4 separate regions of the Mus musculus genome follow, and regions 2, 3 and 4 are each linked to region 1. A link is a contact called in public HiCAR-type, HiChIP or PLAC-seq and promoter capture Hi-C data. All regions are on one chromosome and are shown on one strand. Each heading gives the region's core, a stretch centred on a gene start, on an enhancer-like site or on the middle of the called end of the contact. The rest is flanking DNA. Distances are from core to core; before and after follow the strand shown.

What was found. Promoter capture Hi-C pulls out the DNA fragments that hold promoters and counts their contacts. HiCAR-type assays count read pairs that join an accessible place to other places. HiChIP or PLAC-seq counts read pairs in DNA pulled down with a chosen protein or histone mark.
Region 2: a promoter capture Hi-C map of erythroid cells shows a contact between it and region 1, with 10 times the contacts expected there. The contact joins the promoter of Lcorl here to the promoter of Tapt1 in region 1. A contact is called at or near these places in 1 of 39 promoter capture datasets (erythroid cells), 2 of 484 Hi-C or Micro-C datasets (embryonic stem cells and muscle stem cells), 4 of 115 datasets of contacts at active chromatin or transcription factors (astrocytes, large pre-B cells, pancreatic cancer cells and 1 more) and 2 of 9 other capture datasets (adipose tissue and liver).
Region 3: a contact with region 1 is called in a HiCAR-type map of astrocytes, with 5 times the contacts expected there. The contact joins the promoter of 9630001P10Rik here to the promoter of Tapt1 in region 1. A contact is called at or near these places in 1 of 39 promoter capture datasets (hippocampal neurons), 2 of 115 datasets of contacts at active chromatin or transcription factors (astrocytes and stem cell-derived neural progenitor cells) and 2 of 9 other capture datasets (adipose tissue and liver).
Region 4: an H3K4me3 HiChIP or PLAC-seq map of stem cell-derived neural progenitor cells shows a contact between it and region 1, with 7 times the contacts expected there. The contact joins the enhancer-like site here to the promoter of Tapt1 in region 1. A contact is called at or near these places in 6 of 39 promoter capture datasets (the 3T3-L1 cell line, cranial neural crest, frontonasal cranial neural crest and 3 more), 1 of 484 Hi-C or Micro-C datasets (LSK cells), 12 of 115 datasets of contacts at active chromatin or transcription factors (T-cell acute lymphoblastic leukemia, acute myeloid leukemia, astrocytes and 8 more) and 1 of 9 other capture datasets (adipose tissue).

The regions. Positions count from the first base shown.
Region 1 is chr5:44,225,206-44,227,971 of GRCm38.p6, reverse strand. Tapt1 (transmembrane anterior posterior transformation 1) reads left to right here and starts at 1,366. Exons shown (of 14, transcript NM_173764.3): 1 at 1,366-1,558. The coding sequence starts at 1,369.
Region 2 is chr5:45,856,143-45,858,908 of GRCm38.p6, reverse strand. It overlaps Lcorl (ligand dependent nuclear receptor corepressor-like), which reads left to right and starts at 1,369. Exons shown (of 7, transcript NM_001163073.1): 1 at 1,369-1,562. The coding sequence starts at 1,412.
Region 3 is chr5:45,637,902-45,640,667 of GRCm38.p6, reverse strand. It overlaps 9630001P10Rik (RIKEN cDNA 9630001P10 gene), which reads right to left and starts at 1,393. Exons shown (of 4, transcript NR_102378.1): 1 at 1,132-1,393; 2 at 322-379. It overlaps Fam184b (family with sequence similarity 184, member B), which reads left to right and starts at 1,167. Exons shown (of 16, transcript NM_021416.3): 1 at 1,167-1,575. The coding sequence starts at 1,429.
Region 4 is chr5:45,281,436-45,284,201 of GRCm38.p6, reverse strand. The region is part of intron 4 of D5Ertd615e (DNA segment, Chr 5, ERATO Doi 615, expressed); the gene reads left to right. Among named protein-coding and RNA genes, the nearest start is that of Gm46912, 120 kb to the right of the region's middle. Within about 2 kb of position 1,396, at least 32 of the 459 cell types and tissues checked have an H3K27ac peak or open chromatin away from gene starts, as enhancers often do. A contact at or near this core is called in neural tube and stem cell-derived neural progenitor cells, where this site is marked.

The DNA.
Region 1 (2,766 bases), core at 117-2,616:
CCCTTCTTTGACTATTTAAGATTTGGAACACAGATAATAAACTTAGGTTGGAGGAAACCTTACAGTATATAAAACTCTGTGTCTTTTGATTTTCATGATGCTGGAGCTTTGTCAAGGGCACTGTTTTTAAGATCCAGTTTTACCAAATAAAACCAAACTGACTTTAAATAATATTCTCTGCAGTGTTTGGTTTTCCACAATGTAAAGTTTACATTGAATTGGGATTGGGATTTCTTGGACTTTGCAAGTTCCTCTTTAACCCTCCTATCCCTTCATCCCGCCCTACTGTCAAATGGCCTTGCTGCAGTACAGTACAGAAAAGTTGCGGAGTTTGCAATCGGGTATCTAGCTTTCCATCTCTAAGGCTCTCCTGGATGTTCTAGGCCTGCTCCATCGCTTCTCGGCTTAAGTGTAGGGCAGTTTAGAGAGTGAAGAGGTATTTGCTATGCTTCTACTCATTTAAAAAGTTGCCACAATGCAGGTTAATTCCGAAGTGGGCATGAAGGCAATCCAGGGGCCACCGCGTGCGTTACAGGAGCGCACAGCAAGAATGTAGGAATCCCAGGTGAAGGTCTTCCAAGGCTGAGGCGGATTCATTTGCACCCAGCGAGCATCCGTTGGTCTCAGCGCGGCTATCCGTGACTACCAGTGAGGGGGTAAGGGTCACAAGTCTCACGGCAAGCGGTGACAATCTGACAGAACCAGGCCGCCTTGGCTGCCACCCGCAGTCACATAACCCTATTCCCGAAAGGCAACCCAGAATGTCCCCGGCGCTTTAGGCGCATCGAGCACTTTGCCCGTCGGGCCGAGTCCCCCACCTGTTGGCACGCTCCCCCGAGCTAGGCTTTGGACACTGTCCACGGACAGGGAATGTGACAGACGATCATAAATATGCAGGAGAGATGCAGCCAAGACAGCAGAGCCACCGGGTCGGCGCCGGCGGGAGCCACAGAGCTGGAGCCCGGCCCCAGTCGCCGTGCAGCCAAGGCCAGGCGGGTCGCGCCGGCGCACTCCGGCCACCGCACGGGCACAAGGGGCTCCGGCCGCGCGGACAACCACGCCGAGCCCCGCTGCCGCCCACCGTCCCCCACCGCGCGACCCGGCGGCATGGAGCCCGGCGCGGCGCCCCGGTCCGCAGAGCCCGCCGCGCGCCACGGCGACGGCAGGAAGAAGATGGCGGCGGCCGTGGCGGCGGCCACCGCGGCCTCCCACGCGCCGCTGACGCCAATGGCGCGCGCCGGCCGGCGGGCTACGGATGGCGGCTGCCCGGGCGAGGGGCGGGGCGAGGCGGCGAGGGGGCCGGCGGGAGGCGGAGGCCGGGCGGGCGGCTGGAGGGAGGTGGCGGGGACAGTGTGTGGCTCTCGGAACATGGCGGGCGTCTGCGACGCGGCCGCCCCGGGAGAAGGCGGCGGTGGCGGCGCGGACGGCCCCGAGCGGACCGGCCGCGGCGAGGCGGAGCAGCCGGGTGGTGGCGGCCATGGGCCCGCGCCCCAACACACCGAGACGCTGGGCTTCTACGAGAGCGACCGGCGGCGGGAGAAGCGCCGCGGCCGCGCAGGTGAGGCGAGCGAGCGAGCGGGCGGGCGGGCGGCACTAGGCCGCGGCGGGCTACCGAGGGGCCGACCGGGCTGTGGTGGCGGGGACGCCAGCGCCTTCCCTCTGCGCGCGGAGCGGCCGCGGCTCCGGTGGCTCCCATGTCCCCACGGCCGGTGACAGCTACCCCGGCGGCTAGTGCGCGCGGCCCGACGTTCCCGCAGCCATCCCCGAGCCAGGTGCGCCCGGGAGATCGTCGGTCCCCGGTCCCCGAGAGTTCGCGACCGGCCTCAACAGTGACAGGCATCTCCCACATCCGAAGGAGGTCAAAAATGGGAAACGCAGGGCTTTCTAGGCGATGTCAATGCCGAGGTGACTCTTCCCCCTATGGTTTTATGCGAAGTTGAGTCTCGGAAACCTGTTAACTTGCCCGCCGAATCCATTTTTCGTAGACTCAGCTGACAGTGTGGTCGTGACCGTGAAGTTCAGCAGTTTTCTCTCAAACAGAAATGTGCGGCACCCCTTAAAATGTTACATGTGGAGTTTTCCTAAACTAAAACTTAAGCCAGAAGAAACAGTTTGTCACACAAGAAAATACGTACCACTTTTAAGCCCTACTGTCCATAAGCTCTGAAGCATACTGTTAAAATATTACAATCCCCTGTGTTCAAGGATCTTATTAAGAACTTTTAACAGCTTTGGTATTTACACTGAAGCGTTCTATTAAGCCCGGAAGCAAAAGGGAAAGTTTTGGCTTGGCCGTTTCATTGGGTATAATAGTGATTGCATTTTAATTCTTGCATCGTAGATCCAAGATCTTGGACAGCAACTTGATGACATTTCTTCCAACTTATTCTGAGCTAATGCAGTGGAATAAGGTCCTGCAGCTTATATAAATACTCGTTCAAGTTATAAGGTTGACTCCATTCACTATGGGTATTGAAATTATAGGAGTCCTAAAAGTCTGTAAGACTGGTGGATAGATCCTGATAGACTTGCTAATTCTCAGAATTGGACATAGAGTTTTGCATCAGTCTCCATATCTTTGAAAACTCAGGCACCAGCTGTGTGCCTTGTTTGTTTGGTTTTTTTTTTCCCCCTTTATTTTCTATTTGGTTTAGTTGTCAGTTAAACACTTGCTTGCAGGAATGTTTGCTTTCTAAATTGGCAATACCTAAGTAAACCAAAGTCTTCAATCTCTCAGCCGCTTGTTCACTTAGACTTGACTAGGGC
Region 2 (2,766 bases), core at 120-2,619, 1.6 Mb before region 1:
CCTATTTTAAATTTCAGTTTCTGAACCGCCATCTAGACTATCTCTACTCTACACATCACCTTATTCTAGCCTCCCAAATGATAAGATTGCAAACATATATTCATAAACACATGGCTTCAAACTTCACATTCGAAAATTTCTGATGAAGATGTAATGCTACATTTTTACTTCTGATGCAACAAACGCTGAGCAATAAACTACTCTAAGAAGAAAAAAGAATGATAGATAAGACTATACCACAAGATAGGGCAATACAGAATTGAGAATTTGAGTTCCTAAGAATTAAAATATTTTTTTCCGCAAAGGTGAGTATAAATGCCCAGTAATGTACAGCACTTCTCTGTAAACTCTGGATGGCTTACAAGCTCTTGGTCCCCTGTGACAATACTGACATAAGTGTAGAAATGGCTCTGGTGCAAAAGTTTTTTTTTTTTTTTTAAGTAATTTTAAGTATATACTTAATCAAAAGATTCTCCTCTCCCCAAGGAAGTTTTCTCTAGCACAGAGCAGGATCCATCTATAACAATTACAAAGTGTTAAATCCCATGCAAGGTTAGTTCCCCCGATTTTTGTAACTAATCTCGCTTTTCAAGATCTCTTCGCTTCACAAAACTGATGTCCTCGCACATCTTTTCTGGATGCAGTAGGATGATTGGCAAGCGCTTTCGCTGAAAGTGAAGATAGATGACATTGACCCTGAAAAGTTTCCAGCACTTAAGGAGCTGCCTAGCCCAGCACCGCCAACTCTTGAGGCTTCCACCGTACTCCCCTCTTGGAACTCGAGGAAGCAAGCATTTGGGCGGAGGGAGTTAGAGGCTAAACCCACTGGGGGCAAAACATTAGAAGTCTGGGGCCGAGCTGCTATCTGGAAAAGTGCGAACTGGCTAGGCTAGGAGAGCGCTCAACGCGAGAGGACTACAAAGCCCAGAGGGCACAGCGTCGCTCTCTTGCGCTCCTCTACGGGACCTGCACGCAATGGAGGCTGGGAAATGAAGTCTTCGGACTTCCAGCGCTCCGCGCGAGGGCAGAAGGGAGGCGTTGCTGGTCCGCTCCTTCAGCACGCGGGTTCCTGGCTGGCCTCCGGGTTTCTCGCTCCCGCTCAGGGTTTTCGTGGACGGCGGGAGCAGTATGGCTTGCCTGAGTAAACTCTGGGGGGAGGAGGGGAAGGGAGTGGGTAAGGAGGCGGGGTCAGCGGAAGCGGCAGGTTGCTTCCTTCTCTCCGCGCTCCCTCCCCGCCTCTCCCCGAGGGAGCGGTGGGAGGGGGAGGGGAGGGCAGGAGGAAGGTAGTGACACGTGTCAATCAACCCCCCTCCGGGGGGCGCGCGCTCCGGGGCTCGCGCCGAGGGCTCGCGCCCCTGCCTCGTGCCTGCGCCGCTCGTATGTAAATGAGGGCGCGTGACGCGGGACGCAGATGGACAAGGGAAGAGAGAGAATGGCCGCTGCCGCCGCTGCTGCCGCCGCCGCCGCTGCCGCTCAGTGCCGGAGCCCTCGGTGCGCGGCGGAGAGGAGAGGATTCCGGCGGGAACTCGACTCTTGGCGCCACCGCCTCATGCACTGTGTAGGTAAGAGAGACACGGGCCGGGCCGGGCTCGGCGCCACGGTGCGGCTGCCGGAGGAGTTTGTGGCTGAGGGGTGTAGTTGGAGCTCCGGTTCGGGTCAGTTCAATGGGGAGCGATGGGAGCGGCGGCGGCGGCGGCGCGGCGGCCCCGGCGGCGCCTTTTGTCTCGGGGCTCCCTGCCCGGCGCGGTCCGCGCCCCGCCGCCCGCCTGCCCGGCTCCGAGCTCCCGGGGAACTGTTAGTTCGGACCCACTCTCCGAGCACCCCGCGGAAGCAGCCCGCCCGCTCGTGCTGCCCCGAAACTCCTCGGCGCCCGTCGCCACCCGCCGGTGCCCCTGTCACCGCGGCTCTCCACCGGGGCGGAGGGGACCCTGGAGCGGCGAGCCGGTCCGCGCCCCCGGCCGGGCGCTCACACACCCCCTTCTTGCGGCCCTGGGGCTGGCGGCGAAGACGCTGCCTAGTTCCTGGGACGCGGGACCAGGGGTTGCGGGGCGCTCGCGGGGCGGGGGGCGGGGGGCGGGAGAGGGTCGAGGGGCGATGGGGGCGGCGCCTGAGGGGCGGGGGGCGGCCGCCTCTGCCCTCTTGCGAGTGGCCTCGGATCTGTGTGTACCCCTTTAAGAAGGAGCCGCTCGAGCTGACGGTTGGGATTTGAAGTTCTTCCTCCCTCTTTGGAAGTCTGGACGGATGGGGGGTGTTGCTATGGCGACGGCACCCTCCCCACGCCCCCCCCCCCTTTCCTTGAGGACGCCCCGACGACTCCGGTCCTCTTTTCGCTGTCATGTGATGGACTCGCGTAGCCCTCCCCGCCTCCCATTCCTGTTCAAATGCAGTTCAGTTTTCCGTTTCGGTGGGGTCTGATCGGTTTTGCTTCAAACTTGCGCGCTCCCGGCTGTCATTCAGTGGGCTGCTCCGGGTAGCGGGAAGTACTGGGACTCCCTTACCTTGTTGCGGTCGCTGCTTTTCCTCACTCAGAGTGCGACGTGTGCCCACAGCTGTTACCCAGCAGGTTGGTTCAGTGCAACAGAGGGGCTGCGAGCGGAGGGTGTGCTTCGGCAGGGGTTACGGGGTAGCTTTTGAGGGGAGGAGGTGGGAGTGGAGGCTGGTCGGTGTTAGGAGTGGGTGGTTGCGTCGGTTTTCTTTTCTGACGAGTAGGTGTCAGCCTTTGGAGTTGAGTGTAGTAAGCTCAGTTCCTTGGGAAGACAACTCTCT
Region 3 (2,766 bases), core at 144-2,643, 1.4 Mb before region 1:
TCTCTTGGTTGCTCCTCTGGGTGCTCTGTAATGCCTGGGAGGTAGACAGGGGTTCACAGTTGTGGTATCACTGTCCCCATTTCACACCCAACTGCCGTTTGTAATCACCTGATCAAATAGTTAATTTTTCCCACCTATAAAATGAGTATTGTTATTGGAGGGCGAGAAGTTTATAAAATAAAATATATTAGCCAGGCAAAATCATAATAATGACACTATTGCCACTTCAGAAAAATCTGACCAGGATTCTGTCTTGTTTCTCAAAGTCCATTGTTCAAAACCAAAAAAAAAAGCCAGAAACGATTTTGGTTCTCTACCTACCTGCTTTCCCAGTCTAAGGGGCAACAACTTCAAAACGCAACAAGGTTCAGCCTCGGGTCTGTCTGAGGTAATGGCACAGGTTAGATGAGCTCCTTTGCTTTAACTGGGTAGGCTTGACTTTCCAGACCCATCTGGTGCCCCTTGTAACTTCCTTTCCCACTACCACCCTTTCTAGCTCTTGCAGGACTTTTTTTCCTTGTCGCTACCTCTTTCCCTACTCTGAGACCGAAATCTGGCGATGCCCCGCCCCCAACCCACCCCCAAGTTTCGGTCACTAGTGACCTTTGAGTGGACGATGTGGGGAGATCTCTAGCATCACTGAGCAGGTCCTATCCAAGGTCAGGAAGGGGGGCTTCCAATTCAGTCCCACCGTGTAGTTCTGAGGTTCCAGCTCTATTCCCACTTTGAGCTCCAGATCTCAACCTCCTAGAATCGGAGTGGTTAGCTCCCTCATCCCCACTTCTGCCCTTCAGCATCCCGCCTCCTCTCTTCACCCTCGCTCTAAGCATCAGGGCTGCAGGAATAAGACCCGCTCTCTCATCTGTCCCATCTACTACTACAGGATTTTCTAATATTTTCATTCTGATTTGCCGATCTGCTAGGGACTAAAGCCAGCATTTCTTCCTCTTGGCCTGAGCTATCCACCTCGGGCTGGATCGCTCACAGTGGAGTTGGAAGCTCCAAGCCACCCAGTTGGCCAAGGAGAGGGAAGGGAAAAAAAAAAAAAAAAAACCCTGCCCAGGGCACCGCCCCCACCTCCTGTCCCCCAACACCCCTCAGAAGCTGTCCTCTTGCAGGTATAGCCCGCACCCTCTCGGAAGCATCCGCAGATGGTAAACCTCACGTGCAAGGCGCCAGCGCTACGCTGCATGGTGCGGGTGCCCGTGAGCCAGCTAGCTCGCGAACGAGCACGAGCAGAGGAAGGTGGTGCGCGAGTGGGCCCGGGAAGGAGACACCTCCGGAAAGAGAGCCACGCGGCTGTGCTGGCAGGACTGCAGTGCCACCTCTCTGGAGAAAGCTCTCACGCCCGTGCTCGAACGCACGTGCACACGGCCAGCGGTGAGAGCGCGCGAGTCAGAGCATTTCAGTGCAGGGCTCCTTAAAGCGATGGCATCTGCCCTCAACAGCAAAATTCACCCGCCAGGAACCTGCGCGAGCTCCAAAGCCGACGCCCGCGGTGGCTCGGGCTGGAGAATGGACTGTGATCCGGAGATGCACGTGAAAATGTGCAAGAAGATCGCTCAGCTCACTAAGGTAAGGCGGGGTGCTGCGGGCAGACCAGCTGTGTGCCACAGGCACCCAGAGTAGGGGTGGGAGTGTAGAAGCACCCCAGGGGAGGACCGCACTGAATCCCCACAAACTTTGTCACAGAGACCAAAGGAAGCTGTTCTGTATCTGAGTGAAGTGACCTTCTGGAGACTGCATTTGGAAGCAGCAGACAGGATTCTTTGCCAAGGAAACTCCCGCAGCCTGCTTGCTTAGCAGGTGGGCTGTGCTTTCCCAAGGCTAGAGGGTGTGTGTGTGTGTGTGTGTGTGTGTGTGTGTGTGAGAGAGAGAGAGAGAGAGAGAGAGAGAGAGAGAGAGAGAGAGAGAGAGAGAGAGAGAGAGATCATGTTCCCTTGCCAGCCCTGTTCAAACCTTCAAACCATCATGCCTGGAATGTTGTGATTTTATTCTCTATATCTGGGGAGATCATGTGAGACCTATTTAAACACGATTCATTAATTCCTTCATTCAACAAATATTTGAATCATTTGTTGAGTGCTAGCAGTCTTTCGTGGCATCGTACTAAACCTGGAAGGAAGCCCAGGGGACTTACTGTCAAACTGACTACAGGCATGTGTTGGATCATAAATGGGAAAGGGTAGGATGCTGTGTATGCTTGTGGTAATGGAAAAGACCTTGGGAGGTCAGCCAGCCCATATCCCTACTTCATCTCAGGATCTTGGTTGAATATATCCAGTATGTATACTTGAGATGTTGCCAATGCAGGTTGTTAATCCCTGGCAATTTCCCGGTTAGGAACAACTCCGCACAGATTCCCTCCACATATCTGTAGAGATGTCTTTCCTGCAGGGTTTGAGTAGTTTAAATTGTTTACTTGGTATTTTCCATTTGGTCTCAAACTCCTAGCACAATGCCTACTAGTAAAGACTAGCTCCAGCGTTTGTCCCAGAGTATAATGAATGACATATTCTGATTTCTTTCCTAAACATCTTCCTCTTACTTTCCATACCTGCTTTTCTGAAGGATGGATGAGCATCCTTACCACACTGGAATCCAACATAGGGTGAAACAGAACAGCACTCGCTTTCTTCTCCTGACCTCCCATTGGCCTCTTCATATTCTTTGCACAAGAGCCTGTCTCCAGACAGTCGTGCCACGATATCTAACCCAAAGGTGTCTAATAGCGCCGATCAAAAACTTACTTAAGTTTCTTATATA
Region 4 (2,766 bases), core at 147-2,646, 1.1 Mb before region 1:
CTCCTGGCCCTGGCTGATGTGAGTGTGTTTGCTCTTTGATATTATCTGCAATGCACTTCCAGAGAGCTTGTGGCAGCTTCTATCATTCATCACGGATGCACCAGCCTTGAACAAGGTGAATCTCTCTAAATATCTGAGCATCAAGGTGCCATGGAGCTACTTGCTGGCTTCCTCACTCAGGCTCCTGTTTAGCTAGCTTTCTAATACAAGTCAAGAACAGCTGCCTAGTACCATGTGCATAGTACCATGCACAGTGGGCTGGGGGCCTTCATACATCAATTAACTATCAAGGCAATTTCCCACAGTTACACTAACAGGCTATTCTGATCTAGGCAATGCCTCAATTACCTCTAGGTTGTGTCAAATTGACAGTTGAAGCTAACTGGGATACCCTGCCTGTCAAGTAGGAAGAAGGAAAGTAGTATTCTCAAATAATGAGGGAATGTGACCTTTTTTTACCCAGTTAATCCATTTAATGCTAAGAAATCAAGAAAAGGCAGTAGTGTCTGAACTGTGTGAGTCAGGACAATTATTAGTTACTTTTGTGCATCTGAAACCAAAATATCTGAGAGAACAATAGGAAGACGTTTTACTTTGGCTCATGATTTCAGAGTGTGCCTTCTATGGTCACATGTGTGCCATGCATTTGGGCGGGATATCCTGGCAGTGAGAGCATGAGGCTTCACTGACCTACTAACCTCCTCTTCATGGTGATATTTCTCTTACTTCAGTTCAAAAATGTCTGGTCTCAACACATGGACCATTTTCACCTTGCCTTTTCCACTGAAACCATCCAAATTCTGTTTTATTTTTCATGAATTATCATAAAAGCCCCAGCTTTTATTGTACAACATTTTTCAATCGTATCTATTGTGATGGCATCCTGAGCCTAGTTGCTGTGTACCATGTTTCTGGGTTTGATTCATTGTTATATTTTGACTTTTTGTAATTCTGAGTAAGTTAGCAAGGAGCGTCTTTGTAAATTACTACCCACCCTGTTAGATTATTTCAGCTAGGCGAATTGGTCATAGTAGAATCCAGGATTTAGATGGAATAATCTTTGTTACAGAGTTTGAAACATGGTATATGCATCCTTTTAAAACAAGGGATGCAACAATTTCCATGAACTCTACTATGTTGGCCTCCAAGAACAGGGGGGCATTCTGGCTCCAGAGAGCATGCCTCTGGTAAGCATCCGAATAGCATGCCTTGTAAGTCAGACTGACTTCGTGTTTCTGTTGCTCCTGTTCCCTCCTAGTCTCCTGCAGTAACTTCAGTATCTTCAGTGAGAAAATTCCACATGGTCTCCATGGTGCTTGGGCAGACAGCAAAGGTTGCTCTGTCTGAGCCTGGGAAAGCGCTTGCCAGTGTGGGCAGTGTCCTGCTGGGGAAGGGGGGAGGGCAGAGGGGCAGCTGACTGATGAAAGAGCATAGAGACTTGTCGCTGAAAGGTGACACACGGGGTAGGGGATTGGTGTTTCTATTTTGTTTTTCAGCCAAGTCAAAGGGTCTGGTTTTGTTTTAGGGAAAATGGGATCTCCTGGGAGCAGACTGAATGAGACAGTACCTCCCCCAACCCAGCACTCGTGTATGTTCATTGTACGTAGTGACAGGTTTATTAAGATAATTTATTTCAAGTTAAATTTATTTCAACTTTGACTACATTCATTCTCCAGGTCCTCCCCTTTCTTCTCTCCCTCCCTTGGTCATTCTCGCTAATTTATTTCTTTCCCCTAGTCTCTCATCTGCTTTCATGGTGTGTGTGTGTGTGTGTGTGTGTGTGTGTGTGTGTGTGTGTGTATGTCTGTCTCTGTGTATGTCCGTGTGTATGTGAGTGTATGTGTATATGTTTGTCTGCCTCGGTGTGTGCATGCTTGTCTGTGTGTATGTGTGTGAGTATGTGTATGTGTATGAGTGTGAGTGTGTGTGCGTGTTTGTTTGCCTCTACATGCATTCTATGATCCATAAATGAGAAACAACATAATATTTGTCATTCTGAGTTTGGCTTATTTTGCTCAATATGGTGGTCTCCAGTTGTATCCCCTTTCCAGCAGGTAACAAAATTTCATTTTTTAAATGACTGAATAAGGAATATTGTATTTCTCTATCCACTCATCTGTTGATGGATACCCAGGATGCTTCCATAACTTGGCTGCTGTGAATAGCGCTGCAGTAAATGTGGAGGCCCAGAGATCTCTGTGGTGTGTTCAAAGTCCTTTGGATGTATACCTAGGGCTGGTATAGGGATTTTCAAATTTTTCTTCCTTCTCTTGAGACTTTTGGAAGCTATGGTGTTATTTGAGCTAAGAATCAACTGCATCTAATTGGAAGCTCTTCTAGTTGTGGCAAAAAAAAAATGGCAACAGACACAATTAACTTTAGTCTAGAGTGCCATGTTTAAAATTTATAGAGACCCCAGGGCTCTCCTTAAGTGGTTTGGGGACAAAGTTTGAATGATTCATTTCTGCTTCTCTCCTGAAGAGGGTCCTGAGCTAAGAAGCACATTTTGAGGTACCTGAGAGATACAGGTCAGTAGGTAACAGCACAAACTGTGCTTGTAGAAGGCCAGAGTTGGATTCCCAGTTCCCATGCCAGGTGGTCTGTAATTCCATCTCAGGGGATCTGAAGCCTTCCTTGGCACTGCACTCACCTCCCCCTCCTCAGTACACATGCATAAATATTTTTAAAATAAAAGAACCAGACTATGGTTTGAACAATAGCAATTTGGCAATGCTGACTACCAAACCTAAATGAAACAAACCCCAG